4 separate regions of the Sus scrofa genome follow, and regions 1, 3 and 4 are each linked to region 2. A link is a contact called in public HiChIP or PLAC-seq and promoter capture Hi-C data. All regions are on one chromosome and are shown on one strand. The core of a region is the stretch at or near the end of the contact, and the rest is flanking DNA. Distances in the headings are between cores, read along the strand shown.

Region 1 (2,700 bases), core at 104-2,603, 230 kb after region 2:
CTAAGCTACAGTTTATGCCTTAAAGAACTTATAGTCTAGTGAGGAGACAAGCTAGGAAATGAGTGATTATCATATGGCATGATGAGGGGAATGATGAAGCTCCCACAAAAGCACAGATCTGGGGTGTCTACCCACTCTGGGATGTGATAGACTATGATAGATCATACCGCTCACGGCTGAGCTCCTTGCTGGCTATCCTCTACTGTGGAGGCTAAGGAATTCTAAATATTCCCTTTCTCCACTTTCCTGGCAGTTGAATGGCCATGTGACATAGCCATGCCCAATGGGAGATAAACAAGTCTACCGTGGAGTTTTTTGGTGTTTTTTTTTTTTTTTTTTTTTTTTTTTTAAGGGCTGCACCCATGGCATATGCGGTTCCCAGGCTAGGGGTTGAATTGGAGCTCTAGCCACTGGCCTATGCTACAGCCACAGCAATGCCAGATCTGAGATGCATCTGTGACCTATGCCACAGTTCACAGCAATGCCAGACCCTTAACCCACTGAGCGAGGCCAGGGATCGAACCTGCATCCTCATGGATACTAGTCAGATTCCTTTCCCCTGAGCCACGATGGGAACTCCTACTGTGGAGATTTTGGTATCGTTTTTGCTTCCCCCTCTTTTATTCCCTCCTTTAATATAGATGCAATGTCAGGAGCCATCTTGACACCATGAGGCCACACATCTGGAGTAGGAGACTAATGTGTAGGGATGACAGCATGAAAGATAGGTGGATCCTGGGTCTCTGATGTCATCATCGAGATGCTAAACCAACATCAGCAACCACTTACCTTCTCACCTCTTGTGGAAGATAAACAGTCCCCAACTTGCTTATATTGCTGTCAGCCAGGATTCAGTTATTTACAGGTGATGGACACACTGATTGCGTGGCAGGTGAGGACAGGGAGTCAGGGAAGGCCTCCCCGAGAGCTATTGTCTAAGCTGAGCTATGTAAGTATGAACAGGTGTAACCAGTGGCAGAGAGAAGGTTCTCCAAGCAGGAGAGAAGAGTGAGAAAAGGTGAAAGTGGAGATGACACTTGTAGAGAATCACAAAAATTTAGTTCGCCCGAGGCATGGAGTGGGGGATTGGAAAAAGCTGAGGCTTGAGCCATAGGGAAAGGCCAGCCTGTGAAGATGATTATAAGTCCTCCTGAAGAAGTTGAACTCCAGCCAAAACCTCAGTGGGGAGCCACCAAACACTTATTAATTAAAGAGAGTGATATGATAAGATTTATATTTTAGAAAGATGAACTTTGGAGTATGGGAAGTGGCTCAGAAAGAGAAAGCAGAGAGGCAGAGAGCAGTTAGAAATCTATTTCTGGGATACAGTTGAGAGATGACAGCCCTTTCTAGGTGCCTGGTGTCACTTTACATGCTATAAATATATGACCTATATGTTGGCAAAAGGAATGGGAACAGTGGTATCACTTTGAGAGTTCTTAAGGAGATAAAATATGGAGTATTCAATGACTAAAGAGTGAAGGCGAAAGAAAAGCATAGCTGTTTCATGTTTGTGGCTTGGTTATGAGTGGATGGGGATACCCTTCAATGGGTCAAGGGACATGGTACGAAAGCATGTTTTGGTAGAAGGATAAAATCATTAGGATTGGAACACCTTGATTTTGAACTGCTAATGAGACTTCCTATTGGAGATACAAGTCTAGGGTGAGGAGAGAAACGAAAGCAGAGAAAGATGTGGGAGTTACCAGACAGAGAAGACACGCAAGTTGCACACCTTCTCCCATTCACTTGGCACCACTGTTTGTTGGACCCTCAATCACGTTTTCTGCTCCAAATGGGGGGTCACCACCAGATGACTGAATTTTCTTGCACTCGAGCAATTATGCCAGACCCTTCTCTTTGGCTGCCACCACACCGTTGTGTCAATGGCAACATAGTGTAGATTCTGGCTCCTCCCATCACTTCCAGACCTGGATGAAATGGCTCTCAGCTCATGGGTCCTGGCTCTCCAAATGAAGTCCTGAGTGGGGGAAACAAAGCAATAATAAAGAATGGGGAATCAGTGTGGGTAGAGCAAAGGTAGCAGTCATGGCATCAGGGAGAGAGAAAACATTGCATCCTTTGAGAGTAAATTTTAGCAAAAAATACACAATCCTTATGTTAAGCAAGAAAGAAACCATGGGAGGTTTGAGGAAATGGCTAATAACATAAGAGAAGCCAGGGAAGCTCAGAAGCCAGTCTAGCACGTGGAAAATTAAACAGGAGACAAGTTATTAGTCTCCTTATGATTCTGGGCTTTATCTTGTGTAATTTCATTCAAAAACTTTAGTCCTTGTGATTTGTAGATATTTTGGGAAATGGAATAACCTTATATTTGCTATTAGTCAATAACTGATATATTTTACTCCAACCCCATTTTTGCTGTTACTGCTTACAAAGTACCACAACTATCACTGCAGTTTAGTTCCCATACTGATAGCTAGCATTAACAAACAACCATATAGACATTTGAGTATGGATGTGATTGTATGTGATGTTGTGTGTGTATGTGAGAGAGAAAAGAAATGAGAATGAGAGACAGAGATATAGAGAAAGACCCCAGCGATAAGCAGTGAGGATGTAGTGGGTTTAAAACATGTCTGAGGAGTTCCCATTGTGGCACAGCGGAAATGAGTCCTACTGGGAGCCATGAGGCTGCAGGTTCGATCCCTGGCCTCGCTCAGTGGGTTAAGGATCTGG
Region 2 (2,700 bases), core at 126-2,625:
GGCGGTTCCTCAGGCGGGCTGCAGCAGCGGCGGCCGGAGCGCCTCTCCTTGGCTGAGGTTGTGCGCCCCCTCCTCGCCGCGCCCCGGGCCCGCGCGGGATTGTGCGTCCTCCCCCCTCGTCACTGAAGGGAAGGAACCGAGGTAGGCGCCGGAGCTGTGCAGCGGGGCGGCCGCCTTCCCGGTGACTCCGGATCTGCTTCCGAGCTGGGCCAGGCGCTTCCCTTTTCCCTCCCCGTGACTCGGTGTGCGCGCCCTTCTTCTCTCCCGCTAGTGTTTTTAAAGGACTTGAGTGAAGGGGGGAAACTGTCAAGATGGCAGCAGTGGGAGCAAGGAGGTGATGAACGTGCTGGTCCGGGTTTTCTGTTGGCCTGGGAGACTTGTGCTTCCTGACCTGTTGGAAGATTTACGTTTCGACTACTCCCCTCCCCCCCGTTCTTATAGGGAAAGGGGTGGAGGGCACAACGCCCGCGAGAAAATAAACCACACCACCCCCAAAGTGGCCGTTGCTGCTCAGCTCGACCCTTGGCAAACACCCGCTGAGCTGCTTGTCTCCCTTCTTCCCGTCTTTCCCTGTTCCTGGAAGTGACAAGGGCCCGTTTGCGCTCGGACCCACATTCGCCCTCTCGGCCCGCGGGCGAAGAGAGGAGAAGGGGACTGCCCGCGCAGTCCTCGGGCTCGGGTCCTCCGCTGGGAGGGGATGGCAGGAGAGCGCGGAGGCGGCGGGGCCGGGACCAGGCCGGGGAGAAGAGCCGAAGACGCCACAGACTTTGGCGGCGGTGGCGCCGCGGGAAGCACTTGTGCGGGCCGGAGCGAAACATAAACAAACGCACGCACACCCGGGCTCAGGCTCCGACCGCGTCTGGGCTGCGCCAGCTCGGGCTGCTGCCCGCTTTAAAGGCGCGGCTCGCGCCCCTCCCCCGCCCCGCCCCTCCCCCTTCTTCCCCGCCCCGCCACCTAGCCCAGTGGAGACCTGCAGCTCCGCTGGCGGTGGCGGCGGGGGGAGGGGGTTGCCCCGTGCGAGCCTGTCGATTCGCTCCTGTCTCCCCCGCGGCCTGACCAGGGGGTGGCGTCTGCAGCGCCAGGTTCGCGGGACGCACGTCTCCAGGTCTGCCTGCTCCTGGGAGGCGGGCGCGGTGTGGTCGGGAAACGGCGGCGGCGGCGGCGGGCGAGGACTCGCCGGGGACTGAGCTCCAGCCCGGGATAATCAACTCTCCTTCTCTCTCCTCTCGTGCTTTCCCAGGCGGCGGCAGTAGCAGCGGCGGCGGCGCCCGGGAGCCCGAGCCTTCGCGGCGCCCCCGTCCCTCCCCCGCCGCACCCCGCCCCGGCGCAAGAGGAGAGTGTGAGAGCCGGAGCCGCGGGCGGGCAGGCGGCGAAGATGGCAGAGGCGCCGGCCTCCCCGGTCCCGCTCTCTCCGCTCGAAGTGGAGCTGGACCCGGAGTTCGAGCCCCAGAGCCGTCCGCGCTCCTGTACGTGGCCCCTGCAGAGGCCGGAGCTCCAGGGGAGCCCGGCCAAGCCCTCGGGGGAGGCGGCCGCTGACTCCATGATCCCCGAGGAGGAGGACGATGAAGACGACGAGGACGGCGGCGGTAGGGCCGGCTCGGCCATGGCGATCGGCGGCGGCGGGGGCGGCCCGCTGGGCTCTGGGCTGCTCCTGGAGGACTCGGCCAGGCTGCTGGCTCCCGGAGGGCAGGAACCCGGGTCCGGCCCAGCCTCCGCGGCGGGCGCGCTGAGCGGAGGGACGCAGACGCCGCTGCAGCCTCAGCAGCCACTGCCACCGCCGCAGCCGGGGGCGGCTGGGGGCTCCGGGCAGCCGAGGAAATGCTCCTCCCGGCGGAACGCCTGGGGGAACCTGTCCTACGCCGATCTGATCACTCGCGCCATCGAGAGTTCCCCGGACAAACGGCTCACTCTGTCCCAGATCTATGAGTGGATGGTGCGCTGCGTGCCCTACTTCAAGGATAAGGGCGACAGCAACAGTTCTGCCGGCTGGAAGGTGCGTACCCACCTCGGACGGGCGGACAGACCCGCCCGGTCTCCTGCGCAGTGCGAGACGCGCCTTCGATTCGTCCGAGCGCGCCTGCGGGCGCCCGGGAGAGGGGTTGGCAGGGAGAGCCTCAGCTGTAAGGCTTTGGGGGTTCTGTGTGACCTCCGGAGGAGGGGAGCCCGGGGACCGCTGCGGACGCGGCGGGAGCGGGAGAGGAGGCTCCTGGGGAAGCCTCAGGCTTGGCCAGATGGGCAGGAGTGCATTTGCCCGATTCCTGGGTTGTAGCGGAGGAGGTACGTCCGCGGCCAGCTTTGGAGCAGGTTTCCCCGTAGTGGGGGTGCGGCGAGGCCGCTGCGGGTGGAGTGAGGGGACTTGTTTGGGAATCAGTGCCCAGAGGAGGGGTTGGATTTGTGGTTTCCAGTCGGTCGCCTAAGCGTGGTGTGTTGAGACTAGCCAGATGAGAACCCCTGTGTCCAAGTTTCAGGCTTGTAGGTGTTAACTCCCACAGGCACATCGATCCCATTACAAAAAGCAGTGGTTGTAAACCTTTTCCTGGCCGGCTCTCTTTCCTTGCGTGTGTTAACACCTTTATTCCTAAGAGGTGTCTCAACCTTAAACCTTCCTCTGAGTAGCCTCTGAGATGATCTGGGCCCCGACCCGGCCAGCCCTTCCACCTCAGCGGGAACTGTCCTGCACCTGCTGCTTCCCCGCTGAGG
Region 3 (2,700 bases), core at 122-2,621, 150 kb after region 2:
GCAAACAAACAAACAAACAAAAACAACAACAACAACAACAAAACAGTTTTAGTTAAATTCAAAGGTGTTAGATCAATAATTGGCTATTGAAGAGAAGCAGGATGGCTCTGGCCTTTAACGTTGACCTCCATGAGGACAGCCATGTCCCTGCACTGTGGGTGGACTGTGGGTCTGAGTCAGCGTAGCCATTGCTAGGTTATGAGGAGGAAGCAGCCCTGGTTCAGAAGCACAGGCTTCTCAGCTACCAGATGCAGGCTCTGAGCATCCAAGCATCAGCCTCACAACTACTCAGTTAATAATATCGCTAAAGACCATGTGGTTGTCTGTGGGAGCTGTCAAGGTCATAAAACCTAACATGATCTGGGAGCTGGTGACCTCATTGTCCCCAGCTTTTAGTTCCATATCTGCCCTCACCCACTGTGAGAGAGCAGGTGTTGGGCACGCCACTCCACCCATCTGAACTTTGTGCGTGGGGAAGCTACCACCACCCATACAGGGTTGTTTTGGGAGATGAATAAGAGGGGATATGAGGAGTTCCTGTCATGGCTCAGGGGTAACGAAACTGACTAGGATCCGTGAGGACTCGGGTTCGATCCCTGGCTTTGCTCAGTGGGTTAAGGATCTGGCATTGCCCTGAGCTGTGGCGTAGGTCGCAGATGCAGCTCAGATCCCATGTTGCTGTGGCTGTGGTGTAGGCCGGTGGCTACAGCTCCAATTGGACCCCTAGCCTGGGAACCTCCAAAGGCCTTGGGTGCGGCCCTAAAAAGACAAAGGAAAAAAAAAAAAGGTTTTTTTTAAGTACCTGACCCAGAGCAGGTTTTACCACTACACCAGCCCATCCCCTGCCCTTCCCTTCCTGAAGCCCCACTCCCACTGCGCACATACAGAAACAAGCTTAAGCTTTTCCTTGGGTCTCTGGGGCAGCTGGGGTGCTTGGCTTTGCCTGCTCTGGTTTGTCTGAGCCTTAGGTCAACACTTGTCTTTCCCAATTTCAGGCTGTTCTTTCTGCCCAGGCAGGCCAGTCCATGAACGCCCAACCTCCCTCTCCTTCATAGTTTGACTCCTACTCATCCTCAGGCCTCCATGGACAAGCCATTCCCTCAGAGGGATCTCTCCTGACCGATGAAATTAATTTAGTTCACTCGGCTCTTCCCTCTCATGACATTCTATTTTTCTGCCAAGATGCCCTCATAATTTGTCTTTCCATATCTATGAGTGGACTTATTTATCGAGCGATTGTCTCCCTAGTAAACCATAAACTCTGTAAGGGCAGGGCCAGTGTTTCTTTTTCTCCCCCAGCCCTGTGGTTGTTTGCAGGGCAGGCGTTCCATCAACGTGCACGGAAAGAAAGACACAAGGAATGGACCAATGAGTGTGGCTGCTCGCAACAGAGCTTTTGACTCTTGGAAACCTGCCTGGCTTGAAAATAACTCCAAGCCCAAGCAAAACTTAGGAAGTGTAATTTGAAGCAGCAAATTGTGTCTTGAACCTGTCAGTGCCAGTTCTCTGTTTTGATTTGTTTTTTTACTTCTCGGATTCAGAGTGACCTCGCCAGTCTCGACTCTACGGGGACACGTATTTCCCCCCCCCGTATTTCCCTTCTGCCCCGTAATGAGAGGCTGCCTGGGGGCTTGCTGGGCTGTGGTTTAAGAAGTCCACAGGTGGCTTCCCCTTGCTGCGGCCGGAGGGACCGTTCTGGAAGGCAGGACTGCACCCGCCTTCCCCTGCACGCTTGGCCGGAAGGTCAGATGGGGCACACGTGGTCTTCCGGTCCTGTTGGAACAGACTGACTGGTTTCTTGTGTTTTGGGCCAAATTCATTCTTACAGGAAGTAAAGCAACCCCCAAAGCATTTCTATAGTAAAGCTGGTAACAGTGCCCACCCGCTCGGCCCCCCATACTCCCCCTGGTCCGTTTTTGCCGCTTCTTGTGCACCCCAGGCCTGGATGGGTTTTCTCTTCCCAAGCCAGCTCTGTGGTTGTTTGGCAGATGGGCCCTGGGGGCTCTGGAGCTGTGGTGGCTGCAGGAAGAGAGAGCTCAGACTTACAGTCAGGCCCAGCCCCCTCTGTGAGCTCAGGCCTGTGCCCCTCCCTCACACAAGCACCTGTCAAATCCCCATCTGGGGCCTGCTTTGGAGAAGCCAGCCTCCCCTCCTACCCCCCCCCCCCCCCCCCGCACTTTCTTTCAGGGGCAGGGCTGGGAAGCCAAACACGGGGAAGGCAGGAGGGAACAAAAAACCCAAAGGAATCTGAGAGGAGCTGTACAGACCCTGTTCCCCTGCACCCCACCTTCAGGTTCAGCCCCTCTCATCACGGAGTTTTCGTGGCGGAGATTGGTTGCAATTTTTAGGGAAAATGTACAAGAGGTGAGTTAGTTGGACAATTGACAGCCCTCGCCTGCTCCAGCGAGACTGGAGGCAACTGATATGTCTGCAACCCTCCTCCGCCCCGCACCCTTGCCGGCTGGCACCTCTACTGGTTGCTCCCTTGACAGGGTGACCCAGGCCTTCATCTGTGAGGAGTCTGAACCCTGGTTACCAGGGCCGTGCCGGCTATGATTGCCGGGTCATAGTTGACACTGGGTGTGGGGGCAAACTGAAGCAGCCCTGAGTTCAGTACCTACTCCTGCCTGGCCCATGGTAGGAAGTTGAGGGCCTCCTCCTAAGGAGCAGCATTCATCATCCTGCCAGCACGGCAGCTCC
Region 4 (2,700 bases), core at 80-2,579, 130 kb after region 2:
TGGCATCTACACATGGAGTGTCATGGACAGCTGAGGTCAGGGCAGAGTCAAATGCCAGCATCAGTCCTAGGAAGGGTCAGGCGAGAATGGAACAGTTAGCCTGTCCATGATCACAACAGCCCCACGCTCACCCTTTGCCACCCTCCGCTGGCAAACACAGTCAGATTGAGCAAAGGTGCCACCTAAGCCCTTTGCCTCTTGCATTAAGACTCTGCTTTCAGGAAGGGGCAACTGAGAGCCAGCATGTGGAGTTCTGAGTGTCCTGGGTCCCTCCCAGGAAGTTTTCCTATCTGGAGCATCTCAGTGGAATACTTAGTAGCCTCCAGGGGTCTGGCAGCCGGAATGTTTGCATCCTGATAGGAACTGCCTGGGGCTGCCCTCAGCCTGTAAATAAGCTGCTCCCAGGGTCCTTCCACTTTGGGATGGGAAATTTAGAAAGAAGAATAACTATGTTGAAAACATGACCTGAACTCTGGGGCTCTGTTCTCTTCAGGGCTCCAGAACCAGATACCTTTTACCAAAGTTAGAAAAGAGCTTTATCATGAGCCTGCACTCTGCTGGCGTGAGGATAACCGCCAGCAGCAGAGTATCCCATGAACTGTGAATGACTCTGAGGTTGATTTCCTTTATTGCATCTCCTGCAATGTATAATGATTGCCGAAACGTATCTTTTAAAATTTCAGAAGTTTGTCTGTCTTTGCTGTTAACGGAAGGAGTGTGCACACACGTGTAGTACAGGTGGACTGGTGTGTGTGTGTGTGTGTGTGTGTGTGTGTGGTTGAGTTTTGGCACTATGTGTGTCACTCCTCCACCCTGAGAAGACATGGTGGCTCAGGGCTCAGGACCGGTGTGCCCCCATCTCAGGATGACATTTCTGGTGGCTTCTGAACTTGTTAAAGATGATAGAATCTGATGAACCCCACTTAAAGAATAAGGAACATTCGAATCTCTTGGAAAGACCGTCAGGAGGAAAGCAGTCAGCCAGCCAGGCCCGTCCTGCCTGCTGATGCCAAGGGCTGGTAAGGGGTAATCAAAAAGTTACCCTTTCTCTCGGAAAGCAGAGAGAAAATCCCGACAGCTCTGAACTCTGATTTCCTTTTTCTTGGTGCATCTGGGGAGTATTGTATGATTAGGCATAACCCTTACACACATAGAAATTAAGAAAAGCAAGATTTTTTTGTTAAAATGCAATCACTGGCAAGAAAGGTACAATAAAGCCAGCCTCTCCTGGAGACCAGGGTTGGCAGGGCACTGCGAGGGGAGAGTGACGTCCTTGCGAAACCATGTCCACAAAACAAGAGCTTCACGCAGATGCCCAAGTAATTGCAAAGAGTACAGCCGGCCCGCCGTGTACTGGGCTCTGTAGCCATGGAGTCAACCAGCCGCAGACTCAGAGGGCCTGCTGTACTGTGCCATTTTACGTAAGGGACTTGGACCTCCACAGATTTGGGTTATCTGGGGGGGTCCTGCAACCAATCCCCCATGGATACCGAAGGATGACTGTGTATTATATTTGCTCTAGATCTCTAGTGGGTAATCTTTTATGCAGTTTGAATGAATGAAGTATTTTCCTCATAGTTTTATTTTTATGTATTTTTCTTTGATGAATGATTGGTTCCAAGGCTTCTGCCACACTCCAAAAATATTTGTGCGGCTGCTTTAAAACAAAAAAAAAACAAAACAAAAAAACCACAACTGTGTGTCTGGTCACTTCTTTCTCTAAAATTTTATCTCATTGCCTGGCAATCAGTCTTCTCTCAATATACTTGTCCTAGCACATTATGTACATGGGAAATGTAAACAGATGTGAAGGAGGACCAGAAAAAAATGAGTTCATATTAAAAAACAGTGTATTGTACATTTTGGCTTCACATGTTTTAACTTTTTTAAGAAAAAAAAGTTGCATGAATGGGAAAAAAAAAATCTGTATACAGTATCTGTAAAACTGTCTTCTCTGTTTCACTTTCTTGCTCATACCCCCCAACAGCAAGAAGTCCATCTGGTGCATGACTGTCTTCAAACACCTAAGAGTCATGCCACTGATCCTTTGGTTTGAAGCACCTCATCCTTTCTTTTGAAGCGAACACTATCACATTGCATTCATCCTGAGGATTTTCTCTAACCATATGTTGCCATAAAATAACAACTACCACTTCTCCTCTCAAGAATCAAAACCAGTTTGATTTGGGAATCTTCTCCTTTCCAAACGAAATAGAGATGCAGTACTTAACCTTCCTTGGTGTTTGTAGATATTGCCTTGTGTATTCCATCTAAAACCGTAATCTAGTTTGTAAAAGAGATGGTGACGCATGTAAATAAAGCATCAATGACACTCTCTCTTACTCCGAAAGTTTTTTTGTTCTCCCTCTCCCTTCCTTTAGACATGAAATAGCCGAGTTCATCTCAAGGTCTTCCAGTGGCTGGGAGATGCACGGAACAGAGAGCCTCTATCCTGAGATCTCTAAACTAAATGCATCCAGCAACCTTTTTCTCTGACCCACTTTTGACCTCCACAGGCCACCAGACAGTTTAATAAAGCAGATTGATGGTGTCGTTCACTATGGCTGGTAACTACTTTGGGCCGCACCAAGTCACGTCGCCCTGAAGGAGCTTTGCCATCGGGAGACGGGATTTACACTCTGCCTTCACTGGGTGTCAGAGGCTTGGACCTGTCAAAGTTCAACCCTAAGGAGGTCCTGC

The links. Promoter capture Hi-C pulls out the DNA fragments that hold promoters and counts their contacts. HiChIP or PLAC-seq counts read pairs in DNA pulled down with a chosen protein or histone mark.
Region 1: a contact with region 2 is called in an H3K27ac HiChIP or PLAC-seq map of skeletal muscle. The contact joins the enhancer-like site here to the promoter of FOXO3 in region 2. A contact is called at or near these places in 5 of 5 promoter capture datasets (fetal liver, fetal skeletal muscle, liver and 1 more), 5 of 47 Hi-C or Micro-C datasets (blood, embryonic fibroblasts, heart right ventricle and 2 more) and 2 of 2 datasets of contacts at active chromatin or transcription factors (alveolar macrophages and skeletal muscle).
Region 3: a contact with region 2 is called in an H3K27ac HiChIP or PLAC-seq map of skeletal muscle. The contact joins the enhancer-like site here to the promoter of FOXO3 in region 2. A contact is called at or near these places in 1 of 5 promoter capture datasets (liver), 7 of 47 Hi-C or Micro-C datasets (alveolar macrophages, heart right ventricle, mesenteric adipose tissue and 4 more) and 2 of 2 datasets of contacts at active chromatin or transcription factors (alveolar macrophages and skeletal muscle).
Region 4: a promoter capture Hi-C map of liver shows a contact between it and region 2, with 10 times the contacts expected there. The contact joins the enhancer-like site here to the promoter of FOXO3 in region 2. A contact is called at or near these places in 4 of 5 promoter capture datasets (fetal liver, liver and skeletal muscle), 17 of 47 Hi-C or Micro-C datasets (alveolar macrophages, embryonic fibroblasts, fetal heart ventricle and 9 more) and 2 of 2 datasets of contacts at active chromatin or transcription factors (alveolar macrophages and skeletal muscle).

What each region holds. Positions count from the first base shown.
Region 1 is chr1:74,855,713-74,858,412 of Sscrofa11.1, forward strand. No RefSeq gene overlaps it. Among named protein-coding and RNA genes, the nearest start is that of ARMC2, 67 kb to the right of the region's middle. Within about 2 kb of position 1,354, at least 2 of the 83 cell types and tissues checked have an H3K27ac peak or open chromatin away from gene starts, as enhancers often do. A contact at or near this core is called in skeletal muscle, where this site is marked.
Region 2 is chr1:74,628,320-74,631,019 of Sscrofa11.1, forward strand. FOXO3 (forkhead box O3) reads left to right here and starts at 1,376. Exons shown (of 2, transcript NM_001135959.1): 1 at 1,376-1,993. The coding sequence starts at 1,376.
Region 3 is chr1:74,782,975-74,785,674 of Sscrofa11.1, forward strand. The region is part of intron 1 of LOC106508915 (a long non-coding RNA gene); the gene reads left to right. Among named protein-coding and RNA genes, the nearest start is that of ARMC2, 140 kb to the right of the region's middle. Within about 2 kb of position 1,372, at least 17 of the 83 cell types and tissues checked have an H3K27ac peak or open chromatin away from gene starts, as enhancers often do. A contact at or near this core is called in omental adipose tissue and skeletal muscle, where this site is marked.
Region 4 is chr1:74,757,987-74,760,686 of Sscrofa11.1, forward strand. It overlaps a transcript of FOXO3 not described here. Among named protein-coding and RNA genes, the nearest start is that of FOXO3, 130 kb to the left of the region's middle. Within about 2 kb of position 1,330, at least 3 of the 83 cell types and tissues checked have an H3K27ac peak or open chromatin away from gene starts, as enhancers often do. A contact at or near this core is called in liver, where this site is marked.